Regions from separate parts of the Sus scrofa genome. Here region 2 is linked to region 1. A link is a contact called in public HiChIP or PLAC-seq data. All regions are on one chromosome and are shown on one strand. The core of a region is the stretch at or near the end of the contact, and the rest is flanking DNA. Distances in the headings are between cores, read along the strand shown. Region 1 holds the start of ABL1 (tyrosine-protein kinase ABL1). Region 2 overlaps ABL1 (tyrosine-protein kinase ABL1).

Evidence for each region. HiChIP or PLAC-seq counts read pairs in DNA pulled down with a chosen protein or histone mark.
Region 2: a contact with region 1 is called in an H3K27ac HiChIP or PLAC-seq map of skeletal muscle. The contact joins the enhancer-like site here to the promoter of ABL1 in region 1. A contact is called at or near these places in 2 of 5 promoter capture datasets (fetal skeletal muscle and liver), 7 of 47 Hi-C or Micro-C datasets (embryonic fibroblasts, epiblast stem cells, mesenteric adipose tissue and 4 more) and 2 of 2 datasets of contacts at active chromatin or transcription factors (alveolar macrophages and skeletal muscle).

What each region holds. Positions count from the first base shown.
Region 1 is chr1:270,758,543-270,764,602 of Sscrofa11.1, forward strand. It overlaps ABL1 (tyrosine-protein kinase ABL1), which reads left to right and starts at 3,099. Exons shown (of 12, transcript XM_005660524.3): 1 at 3,099-3,231; 2 at 4,284-4,742. The coding sequence starts at 4,607.
Region 2 is chr1:270,862,331-270,868,390 of Sscrofa11.1, forward strand. The region is part of intron 2 of ABL1 (tyrosine-protein kinase ABL1); the gene reads left to right. Among named protein-coding and RNA genes, the nearest start is that of QRFP, 52 kb to the right of the region's middle. Within about 2 kb of position 3,206, at least 18 of the 83 cell types and tissues checked have an H3K27ac peak or open chromatin away from gene starts, as enhancers often do. A contact at or near this core is called in omental adipose tissue and skeletal muscle, where this site is marked.

The sequences.
Region 1 (6,060 bases), core at 1,849-4,348:
GAAGCTCCGTGTGCCACAAGTGTTGCCCTAAAAAGCAAAAAAAAAAAAAAAAAAAAAGTCTCTACATGAGAGGGCTATTTGGTGAACTATTTTTTACATGTCTGTTATAACACTACTCACATTTTATCTCTTTTATTCCTCTCCCAAGTGTATCACCTGTTTTGAGGAGCTTGCAGACAACTAAATACTGTATAGTATTTGTATATTGTATATACAACTGAATATTGTACAGGTGACATATATACAACTGAATATTGTCTAGGCAATATTGCAACTTTAGATTTGCTCACTTGTCATTTCTGAGAACAGATTCCCGGTTGTCTGCCCTTGAGAGACGGGAATGGGAAAGGATGGGAGCCTGCATCCTTGGTTTGGGTTGGTTTTGACCAGGGCCAGGGCTCCATGAAAGTTTATCCCCACTTCGTCTCCCAAGCGGCCAGCCTATGCTGTTCATTCTGTATATGCTGAATAATGATTACCTAGGTGAAAATATATAACGGTCTGAAAGCACCTTTTGGTGATTATTCACTTTCTGTGGCCCCACTAGAGGGTGCCCTTGTTAAGTGTCATTCTAGTAAGTTTGGGGGAAAAAAAAAAAAACTGAAATTTTTACACTGGTACTGAAAGCAACTCATGTGTTGCTGTGCTGTATAAACAAAGGGTGAGTGAGGACAAAATTAGATTGAACTGAGTCACTCTTAATGCAGTATATGAGCTTAAAGAGATTTGTTCACATTTGGCAACATTTATTTACTTCTGGTTGTCAGGCATTTGCTGGGCTCTGGATTCTAGTTTTTAAGCCCTCACGAGTATCATTCTACAGTGTTACCCAGTGCGTCACTCGAAAAAGTATACAGTCTGGGCTTGGGGTTAGCCTACAGCTAGAAAATGGTAGCAAGCAAGCCACGGAGACAGGGCTAAACCTGTAAATCCAGTGCAGTTGGCCTCTCCTCTTTGATGAAGCGTAGTCTCAGTCTGTGGGAAACGAGATCCCACGTGATCTGCACAATAACCTCACAAAATCTGACACGACCGCCGTTTATAAATGAAAGCCATGCAGAGAATGAAAGTGCCTTAGTTCAGCTCATTAGCAAATATGAATCAGTAGGTTTAAGCTCAAGAGTGATTATAAAGCAACCTTCAGAGGTGGGTTGGAAAAGGAAAGGACATGGGGTCTGGAAATCTCATTTCCCGTATCGAGACCAATACTTTGGGTTTTCTTGGTTTTTGTGAGGTTTTTGTTTTTGTTTTTTTTTTGAGACCAGTACTTTGAATTTTTACTGTTTTGCTCATTGCCTTTCCCTCCCATGTATGCTCTGGGAGGACAAGGATGAGTCTCCTCCCTGCCTCAGTTGTATCCCAGCACCTAGGACAGTGCTGTGCACACAGGAGCTCAGTGCTCAAGTGACTGAATGTTGGTTCAAGAAGCAACGAGGGTCAGTAAGCGTTCTGGTTTGATGGCTCAACTTTAAGCTAAACTAGAGAGTGAAGAATGAAGATTTGCAAGAAATGATTAAAGCATGAATAGGAATGAAAAGCAAAATCTTCGAAGAGAAAAATTAGGGTGCTCATCAGGATAAGATAATGGGTGAGTAAAGGGAATAAGGGTGTTGAAGTTTGAAGGATAAGTTGCAAACCAGGACCAAGTTCATCAGCCAGACTACTTTCTGACAGCAAAGCTAACCCAATCAACATCTGAAGGTAAACTCCAGTTCTAAAATTGGGCACACGTTTTCATAGGCTTCCTAATTCAGTACTTCCCAGTGACTTTTTTGAAGCCAATATCTATAAACTCATCAGCACCATTTCCCAATCCGGCAGAAATGTCTAAAATACACCATCCAATAATGGAAAGTACAGTGTCTGTACTATGACTATGGTGTCCCCCCACTAATAGTGCGACTTCTAAGAAGTCAATTGCCTAATGTCAGGTCAACAGTTATGGGAGTGGTACAACAAAAAAAACCAAAGGCTTTGGAGCAAGGTCAGTCTGGGCTCAAATAGTGACTCTTACAGAACGAGCCCACCATAAGTCACCTCATCTGTATATGGGGAATGATATTACATGCCTCGCTGTCTGCAGTGAGGATTAAATGAGCATCCAGTTTATGAAAAGCGTAATAGGCCTAGTATAGACCCGTGTTGTGATGAGTGGATCCTTTAGAAATGGGTATATCCTGGTCTGGTAGGTGCACTGCTCTGGGGAGACATGGGGAGTGGTGAATTGGGGGTTAGGGTACATTTTAGTTGCATATTTAAATGGGTTATGGCAGGTGTGGATTTGGTGTGTCTGGGTCACTGGCTAGCTCTGCAGGCCTACTAAACAATCTCGACTAAGAGGTTTTCATGTGAATACCTGTACATCTCTGAACTGTTTAACCCCTCCCCTTTTATTCCCCCAGTTTTATTGAGAAAAAATTAACACACGTCACTGTATGAGTTTAAGTTCAAAGTTTCCTGCTCACCCAAACGTCTATGATTGTGCCTGGCTTAGCCTCCGAAAGGCTCTTAACAAATGCTGTTTCTTTAGAATGAGCCTCCTGATATTCCGAAGAAATAATTCGTTAGCAGTCTGTCGGATGCTTTCCAGTTGTTTATTTTTCGCTGGTACTAATATTTATGTTTCTTGGAGAAAAGGTGGGAATGGAGGCGGGGGGTGGAGCGGTGAAGGCACCAAATACCTTGGTTTCCAGGAGCGAGCTAAATTTTCTCAAAGAGGCTCAAGGAAGTGATCCAACTCCGGTTCTGGGAAAATCCAATCCGCAGTTTTCTCCTTGCTTTGGTTTCTCGCCGGTCTACTAACAGCTCAGGGGAGACATTGGCCAGCCCTACGCGAAGCCGGCTAGAGTTCACCGGCTCCCAGGAGGGCGGGACGAAGCTCAGGAGCGGGAGCAGAGGGCAAGCCTCGGGTGAGCACCGACAGGGGCGGGCGCCGCAGGACCACAACTCCCGCCACGCCTTGCGAGCTGCGCCGAAGGTGGTTGGCTAGAAGCTCTACCCCACTGTCCCTACTGGCCAATGGGATGCAGGAGAGAGCCCTGACCCGGATTCTCGCGAACCAAAGGCAGTACAGGGGAGGCGGGAGCTTCCTTACCACTCGCCTTGCTCTCGGGAAAAAACCACATTTTAACAGGTCCTGCAGGACCCGGCCCTCGCGGGCAAGGAGGCTGGAGCCGAAAGGCGCTGCGGCGTACCCGAAAGCGGCGCCGAGAGGGTCCGGGTCCCCGCGAGGTGCGCACGGGACGTCACCGGGGGCGGGGCCAGGGGCGGGGCCTGGCCTCGTTGTGGAGCTGCTCGTAATCCATCATGGCGGCCACGGGGGTCGGTGACCGTCCCTGAGCAGCGCTGGAGCCGGAGCCGGTTCCCGGGTCCCGCGGTTGAGGAGCCCTTCCGTTGCCCACGGCCCTAACCTGCTGGGGGAGGTTGGGTCCCGCGGCGGAGCTCGGGGGATGTGACCGCCTGACGGCGGCGGCCGTAGCAACGTCCGGGGCCGGGGGAGGGGGTGTCTCTGGCAGAGACCCCCCCCAGGTTAGGGGCAGCTGAGGCGGCCGGGCCTACCCCCCTCCGCCCGCTTCCCGCCCTCGGAGCCTCGGGAGTCCTTCGCCCCTTCCAGCCCAGCCCCGACTCTGGGACCCTGAGGGTGGTCTCTTTCCCCAGACCTGGGACACCCCGATTCCTGAGGCGTGGAGGAGCGTCGCTCCCGAAGTAAGCCGCCCGCGCCCCGCCCTGGCAGCCTCCCTCTTACCCCCGAGCCGCCCCTTGCTCCTGCCTCCTGGGTTCAAGTGTGGCCTCGGAGCCCCCATTCAAATCCCCTTCCTGCTGTCAAGTGGCCTCCCCTTGCCCCCAGGTTGCTCCCGTGAGCCTCTAATGCCCTGACTTCTTCCAATGTCACCTACGGCCCCCTTAGTCTCAGCCCAGCCAGAAACTTTAATGCAAAGGAAAAGCCTGGACTGGTTTCACAGGCCTTTTAAAAAGCGGACTTAAAAGTTGCTGGCAATGCATTCCTTCTCGTCAGAGTCGAGGGCCAGCTCTCTCTGAAGGCCGGGTGACCCGTGTCCTTTTCCGGAGAGCAGGGTAGAGAAGCAGGCGAGGAGCGGCAGCTAGTGCGGCAGGAAATCTGCCGCGGAAGATGAAGACACCGAGATAGGGGGTGGGTGACTTCCCCAGGAAAAGTTCTGGAGGCGCATCCAAAGACAAGCAACATTTCCTTGATGTGTGGGAATCGAAATGACTTGAGCCTTACTGACCGTCTTACAGCATCCCCTGTGAATATTTCTGTTTAGGTTTTTCTCCTTGAAAGGGAAGAAGCTGTTACTCAGCCAGTAAAGGACACAAAATCAAGCAGCTTGGGTCCCATTGCCCTGATATGACTTCAAGTTGATCAACTGCGAAAATAATCGGAACTCCTGTTTACATATTGTCAACCTGAAATCTTCGCTTCCTTTCCTTATGGGAGAAGATGCCTTGTTGTGACTGACCTCAGTGACTGACTTGTGGCGATGCAGTGAATGTGAAATCCCACATACATACTGTTTTCCTTCTAGCTCACTGCCCATTCTGAAAGATCTTGAACCCTCTTCCGGAAAGGGGTGCCTACTGTTACTTTATGGGGCAGCAGCCTGGAAAAGTTCTTGGGGACCAAAGACGGCCAAGTTTGCCTGCCCTGCACTTTATCAAAGGCGCAGGGAAGAAGGACTCCTCGAGACACGGGGGCCCACACTGCAATGTTTTTGTGGAACATGGTGAGTGCCTTGCAAGCTTTCTGGTCCTGTTTTCAGCTTAGGCATTTTTGAACCACAGCACTCGCGTGGGTTCCTTTAGGTTCTACTTAAAACTTCTGTTGCTGTAGTTAGCTCTTGGTTTCTGTTGGAACTTTCTTTGTATAAGAAAACGTTACTTGGTGACACTGGTTGGCTTGCTTCAAAATCTCTGAGTTGCTTACTTCTTGCCTGATTCCATTTCTAACTCACCGTTGACCTTGGACAAGCCATTTTCCTATTCCAGGTTCCTGGGGAGGTTGGACTTAAGTCATTTCTCAGGATCCAGAGTCCATGATTCGGCTCTGACCTAAGGCGTGAGCCCTTCCTTCCCCTGAGGCGTGTGGATCCTTTACAACTTTATCTACAGAGAACTGTTCTCCTGTCCACGGAGGGGTTGGTGCTCCCCGCAAAGTTAAAAACCACAAGTCCTAGTTGACAGTAATGTCCTTGGCCCTTTTGATCATAAGTAGAACTTGAAAATTCTTGGGAGCTGTGTGGAAACAGTCAAGGGGGAGCAGCATTCCGCGTGCATCGAGGATCCCCAGCTTCCAGTCGCTTCTCCTTACACAAGGAGTAACCCTGTCCCCGTGGGTGGGACTTTTCCCTCTGCTCCCTGTTTCAGATGACACTTGGGGCAAGAAAGGTTGTCTGTGGCACTTTCGTGAACACCGTTGGCATTTGAGTGCTGACAGTACATGTTATACTGGTCAAGTCCAGTAATTCTGCACAAAGCTTTAAAGCTGAGGGTCAGCTTAGAGTGATGTCTGTGACAGGACCAGCGGTGCCCCAATTAATTAGTGTCCTTTCTGTGCCGTTGCAGCCTGGCATTTTTCAGAATGTGTACTTTATATTAAAATGTCAATTGAGCCCACTCTCTCTATAAGCAAATCTGAGATGTGCGCAAGTCGCATGTGCTTTGAAATTCAATAATGTCCTTCACAATGAATCATTGCAATAAACAGTTCTCCATTCAGTGAACTTGCATTTGACAGTTGAGGTTTGATTTTCTTAAATAATCTGGGTACTTGGGTTTTACTTTGCCTTGAAACATTAGTTATATTTTAGTTGGTTTTAGACAAATTTAGTAATATGTTAGGGTGCTTCCCAAATTCAGAGTTTATAAGGTGAAGTTGTTTTTTTTGGGGGGCTGTGACTGCAGCAGGTGGAAGTTCCCAGGCCAGGGGTCCAACCAGAGCCACAGCCACAGCAGTGACAATGCTGGGTCCTTAACTGCTGAGCCACCAGGGAATTCCACAGTGAATATTTTTAACTAGTGATGCTCATACAACCTTAGATAATG
Region 2 (6,060 bases), core at 1,956-4,455, 100 kb after region 1:
TAAAATCAGATAGTAATTTTGCTAGGATAATCACTCATCTGCAATAGAAGCAGGAAAAATCATTACAGATAATTGTTAGGTTCAGTGCATAGCATTGCACGACACAAGGACTATAGGAACAGTCTTGGAGTTCCGTCGTGGTTCAGTGCTAACACACCTGACTGGTACCCACGAGGACGCAGGTTCAATCCCTGGCCTTGCTCAGAGGGTTGACGATCCGGCGTTGCTGTGAACTGTGGTGTAGGCCAGCAGCTGCAGCTCCAATTTGACCCCTCGCCTGGAAACTTCCATATGCCCTGGGTGTGGCCCTAAAAAGACCGAAACCAAAAACAGTACTACATTGTATATTTGAAAATGACCGAGAGTAGATCTTAAAGGTTCTCCTCACAAGGAAAATAATTAGTGTGTGGGCATGAGTATTAACTAAATTTTTTGTGGTAACCATTTCCCAGTACATATATATACCAGATAACTATGTCGTATACCTTAAAATTATATAATGTTGTATGTCCGTTACATCACAATAAAACTGGGGGAAAAAAACAAAAAGTATATATAACTGCTAAAGATCAGATGAAACATTGGAAGAATTTAACTTTTCCTCTGTAATGGTGAATCCTAATTAAACACACAGAAGAATGGTTTATAAAACAAATTCTTAGTTGTATTTTGTTTTTCACCTTTTTTAATGGAAAAATTTTAAACCTATAACAAAAGCAGACAGCATAATGAACCGCCTTCGCTCAGCTTTAACAGGTATCAGCTTATGGTCAGTCTCCTTTTCTTGCCTGGGGAAATTATAGTTCCAAAGCCACTGGGAAGAATTGCTTGCTAGTGACTGACTTTTGAGAAAGTAGCTTCGTCCTCAGATAATGACAGTTGTTATTCTCTGAAATTGGTTTTCAAACCCTTCTTTCTTCAGTACTTTGTTACATTGTCTGGGCTGGGTGGTGGTGATAGGACAGACAGAAGGGGGGACGAAGATTGGGAGACGAAGACAGAAAGACAGGTGGAGCTGGGAAAGGGGTAACCAAGGGGTGAGAGGGGAGGAAGGGGTGGGGGAGAGACAGAGGGAAAGGGGAGAAGGGATCCAGAGGGGAGAAGGAAAAAGTGCGAGACCCCGAGAGAGAAGTGCTGGAGACAAAGTGAGACGACAGGCTGACAGGCAGCTGATGGATGGATAACTGGAGGGAGAACTGCTGAGTCGCTCTCCTGCTGCTTCCGTCTCCCCCCTCTCTTACAGGGCACTCGTCACAGAGGCTCCTCAGTGGGGTTGTGGGGACTCAGTGCAGGTGAAGTGCTGGGCACGGTGCTGTAACCCAGTGAAGGGATCAGTAAGTACTGGCTGTGACTAGATCACATTCAGTTGCATAAGTGTTAGTCTTGTTACTCTTAAATTCCTTTAGAGACTTAATCCTTATCAATCTTACGAGTCCTCAAATTTAGGTGATAGCATGATACAGTGAATACCTTAAAATTTAATTTAAAGGTGGGCCATGAATAGAAGTAGCCATTGCCTTTTAGAACCAAAATGCCTTTCACGGGGTTGTGTTCCGTTGTTCAGATGAGCACTAGGGACAGTGATGGCGAGTAGGACCTTCCGGGGACATTGCCAGCCCTCCAGTAGCCCCTTTGCTTGAGTCACTCGGGTCTAAACTGACCCAGGAGCCTCGAGGATGCTTTACGCGAGCACAGGAAATGTGAGATGAGTGTTTTCAAACCACGGAAGGCCTGGCAGGCAGAGGGGGAGGCTTTCAGTCTGTTGCAAATGGCCTGTGACAGACTGAAAATGCTTTTATGGCTCGCAGGCTCACGGCAGAGCTGGAAGGTTTGAAGCTGGGCCAGGGCAGGGCTTCGTGGAACCTCTCCCTCCCCACAGACAGGAGGTGTGTGGAGGCACCAGAATGTCACCGGGCCGTCTGCCTGTAGGAGACTGTGATAAACCCTATTTCTTCGGAAAGAGACATGTACTTTCATGTTCTACCTTGTTTCAGGATCCTGGCTGTGGTGTATATTCCATTTTAGAAGTGACTCTGTTTCCCAGATCTTTATTAAAGTTTTCCTGGTCAGGTGGCATTTGCCTTCCATCGTTGCTGCCTGTCATTTCTGCTACATTTACTACAGGCCGACAGATGATGCAGGTGCACTCCTCAGCCATGACTTAACACTGGACCTTGTTGCTGAGGACAAGTGCCAGGTGCCCTACAACTGAGTTCCAGAAGCGATGCGCGGTCAGCCTGTCCTGCATTGCGTTAGGCAGGTGCTGAAGACTGTAATGAGAGTGCTTGGTCCTGGAGTTGCTGCTGTGGTTTAGCAGGTTAAGAATCCGACTAGTATCTATGAGGCTGTGGGTTGGATCCCTGGCCTCGCTCCGCAGGTTAAGATCTGGCATTGCCGCAAGCTGCAGGGTAGGTTGAGGATGCGGCTCAGATCTGGCGTTGCTGTGGCTGGGTGTGGGCCGGCAGCTGCAGCTCTGATTCGACCCCTAGCCTGGGAACTTCCATATGCCTCAGGTGTGGCCCTAAAAAGGAGAAAAAAAAAAAAAGACTGCTTGGTCTCGGGTCCCAAGGAGTTCATATTATTGTGGTAACCTCAGTAAGAGAAGGCATAATTACCCTGTAGCGAGCGCAGTGCCCTGGTGCCAGGTGCCGCTCCTGCGCTTGTACAAAAGCTCTCTGCACGCAGAATGCCTGGACCCCTCCTGACAGCGGGCTAGGTTGAAAGCTTTGTGCACTTGAGAAGCTGAGGCTCAGAACTTACTGTCTTAGAAACACGGTGGGTTGAGATTTGAACAGTCCTTGTCTGCCATGGAGCCCAGGCCTACAGATTCCTTACCATGTCCTCAGCAGACACCAAGTCCTCCCCCGTGAGGCCACGTGGGAGCTGAGGCGGCGGGGAGGCAGGAGCGGTCAGAGGTCGACTCGAGGTAGTGAGGCCAGGAGGATGAGGGGTAGGCACGGGTCAAGGTGTGCACAGGTGAGGCAGCAACAGGGAGACTGCACGGCCTTTGGGGAGGCTGGAATGAAGAGGAGGTGCCGTGGGGGGTGATGGTCCCAGACGAGACCCCAGGGGCGGCGTGCCTGCTCCTGGAGCTCCGTCCCCTCCTGGGAGGTGTAGTGGTAACGACTCCCGCTGTTTCTGAGGGCCTGTTGCCTGCTAGGGACGGCGTCTCCTGCATTACCTGCAGACGGCCGCCACCCTGCAGGACACGCAGGTGACCGTGCCAGCATATGTCACTGAGCATTGACAGGCCGGGCCGCCTCCCAGGCTTCCTCTCCTGCCTCTTGGCCAGCAGCCACCTGGATGGATTTTAGCAGAAGAGGGACCTGGTCGTATTTCGATTGTGGAAAGACCCCTGTGGTGGCAGCGTGGTGGTGACATGCACAAAGAGGGCACGAAGAGGGCAGGTCGAAGCGGGCAAACCAGCCCAGGGTGTGGTGCGGCGTGGAAGGCACAGGACGGATCGGAGGCCTGGGGGAAGAGAGGACGCGGCCAGGGCGTGGCTGTGCCTCTGTGGGGGGAGAGGGCGAGGGCTGTGAGGGATGGGTTCGGAACGGTTTCCAGGGTGGTGGGGTCTTATTTTATTTTGGTCTTTGTACTGCATTTTCAGTCATTGTAGGCTTCTTTGCCACTAGACTCCCGAAAGGTGGTAGAGGATTCCTTTTATTTTTTGTCTTTTGCTGGAGGGAGGGGGCAGGGACCGTGTGTCTTCAGGAGAGCTAGTATGTGCACTGCTGAGGGGACAGAGGTTAGGACGGAGAATTCTGTTTTCTGATATTGACTGGCTGGGAACATCATAATGTAAAAGGATTCCCAGAAATAGCTACACCTTGGGCTAATTTAAATAACTTTATTTCTTTTTATTTTTTAAAGATTTCTCTAGAAATCCACTTAATTTATTGCCTATAATGCCCCTGAGTGGGAATGAAAATGCGTTTATTTTAAAAGAAAAAGGCGTAACTTGGACTTTACACTTGTTTATGGCAGCCCCCTTTCTGGTCCCTTCTCACTGTCAGATGACTGGTGTTCTACTGCGCCAAACCTGTAGGGTCGGAGGCGTGAGCTTGGAAGGCGCTTGGGGTCTGGGATGGAATTCAGAGGCTCCATGTCCTTGGGTAGAAAAGCAGGAAAACTTCATTTCACCGACTGCTAACAGAAAATTAGTATTTTATTTTTTAAAGAAGGTAGGACACCAACCACAGTAATATTAGCAGTACTTGCGACTGTGTCGCCGTAGAAATCAGGTGTCTTCAGGCCATAGTGGTTGTGATTATTGCACTCATCACGGCTTTGAAATGACAGCAGCTTCTGCTGGAGCTTGTCACTCGGTGTGTTAATAAAGAGGCGTATGTATGTAGTTAATGCATTAATGAAGAAGCACTGTATCACAAACTAATTTTTTAAAATGTTTTGAGGGCTGTTCCAATCCAGTTGTTTTCTTTGCAATGCTCAGTATTTACCTGATGCATTTACAAGCTTTATCCTGAGGAGAGGTCCCCAGGCGTCACCAGAGGGTCCACAGCGTGGCACAGATAAAGACCCTGATGTCTCAGGCTGGCCTTGGATCCCTGTGCTGCTCCTGCATCCCTTTCCAGGCACGTCTTGTTTGGGGTCCACCTCCTCCCTCACCCTTCCGAGCTCCCTCCGCTCCGTGTCTCTGTCCTTATAAATCCATCCATGGGACAGCACTTGTCTTCCGCTAGAGTTTTGCTCGGAGGGCATGTGCATTTTCATTAATGGCTTTTTTTCCCCACAAGGCACAGAGGCTGTGTGACGATGCCTCCTTGCACCACTGCCATGTCGCCCTACCCCTGCTCCCCAGCAGCTGACACCATGGTTTGGGGTTCTGGGAACATTCCGTTCATTGTGAGAAGTTAATGCCAGAGCTGTGTTCAGCTAAACTTGTGTGTGTGCATAGTTTTAACTGCTCTGGGTGTAGATTACAAAATAAAGGGCTGTGCAGAATGTAGATAAAATGACTTTCATCAAGTTCAAATTGTGGGAAATAATACTTTTCCTCTAAGCTCATATTATAAAAAGTTGTATTAGGCTGTTATAAACCGCCTTGAGAATAGTCTGAGCATGATCTCATCGGTTGGATCGGAGCACGAAATAAAACACGAAGCCTTCCCTCTTTTTCGAAGGATCTGTTTTATAGATTTTTAAATTGCAGAGATTCCTCGAACTAGAGGATAATAGTAAAGGGCCCGCAAAGGAAATACGAATAAAGCAACAAGGGTTTAAATAACCAAATGTGAGCAAAAGTAAAGGGACTGTCGATCATGTGTGACAAGCACGTCTCTTGCACTGCCCCCTACCTCCCGCCCCCCAGCTGTCTCCCGAGAGCCTGGTGGACAGTGATGACTGCCAGTAATGACTGCTGGCTGCATGGCTGGCTGCTCCGCACTCTAGAGGGCACTGTGACCTTGGGCACAAGCGCCAACAGGAAGGTGGGACCCTTCCCAGGGATGTTTTTCCTGGAGTGAAGCCTCCCCTCTGCTCCCCTCTGGCCTGAGGTTGCATCTTGCCTTTTCCAGTTTGTTTTCTTTTTTTTGTTTTTCTTTTTGCCATTTCTTGGACCGCTCCCACGGCATATGGAGGTTCCCAGGCTAGGGGTCGAATCGGAGCTGTAGCCGCTGGCCTACACCACAGCCACAGCAACGCGGGATCCAAGCCACGTCTGCGACCCACACTGCAGCTCTCGGCAAGGCCGGATCCTTAACCCACTGAGCAAAGCAGGGATCGAACCCGCAACCTCATGGTTCCTAGTCGGATTCGTTAACCACTGCGCCACAACGGGAACTCCATTGCTTTTTCCAGTTTGCCAGTGACGGCTTCAGCAGGGCAGCAGCCCCTGAGGGTATAGACCAGGTGTGTGTATTCACCTGTATGGTGAATATTTTGTAAGCATTGCTGATCCGTGACTCACAGCTTTAAGAAAGGGTTGTTTTTGTATAAAATGACCTTTAAATTGTGCTTTAAAGACCCCAGCTGTTTTCTTAGAATACTGTCCAAATAAGTTAATCACACACAGATCCAGTGAATTCTGTGACATTGTTC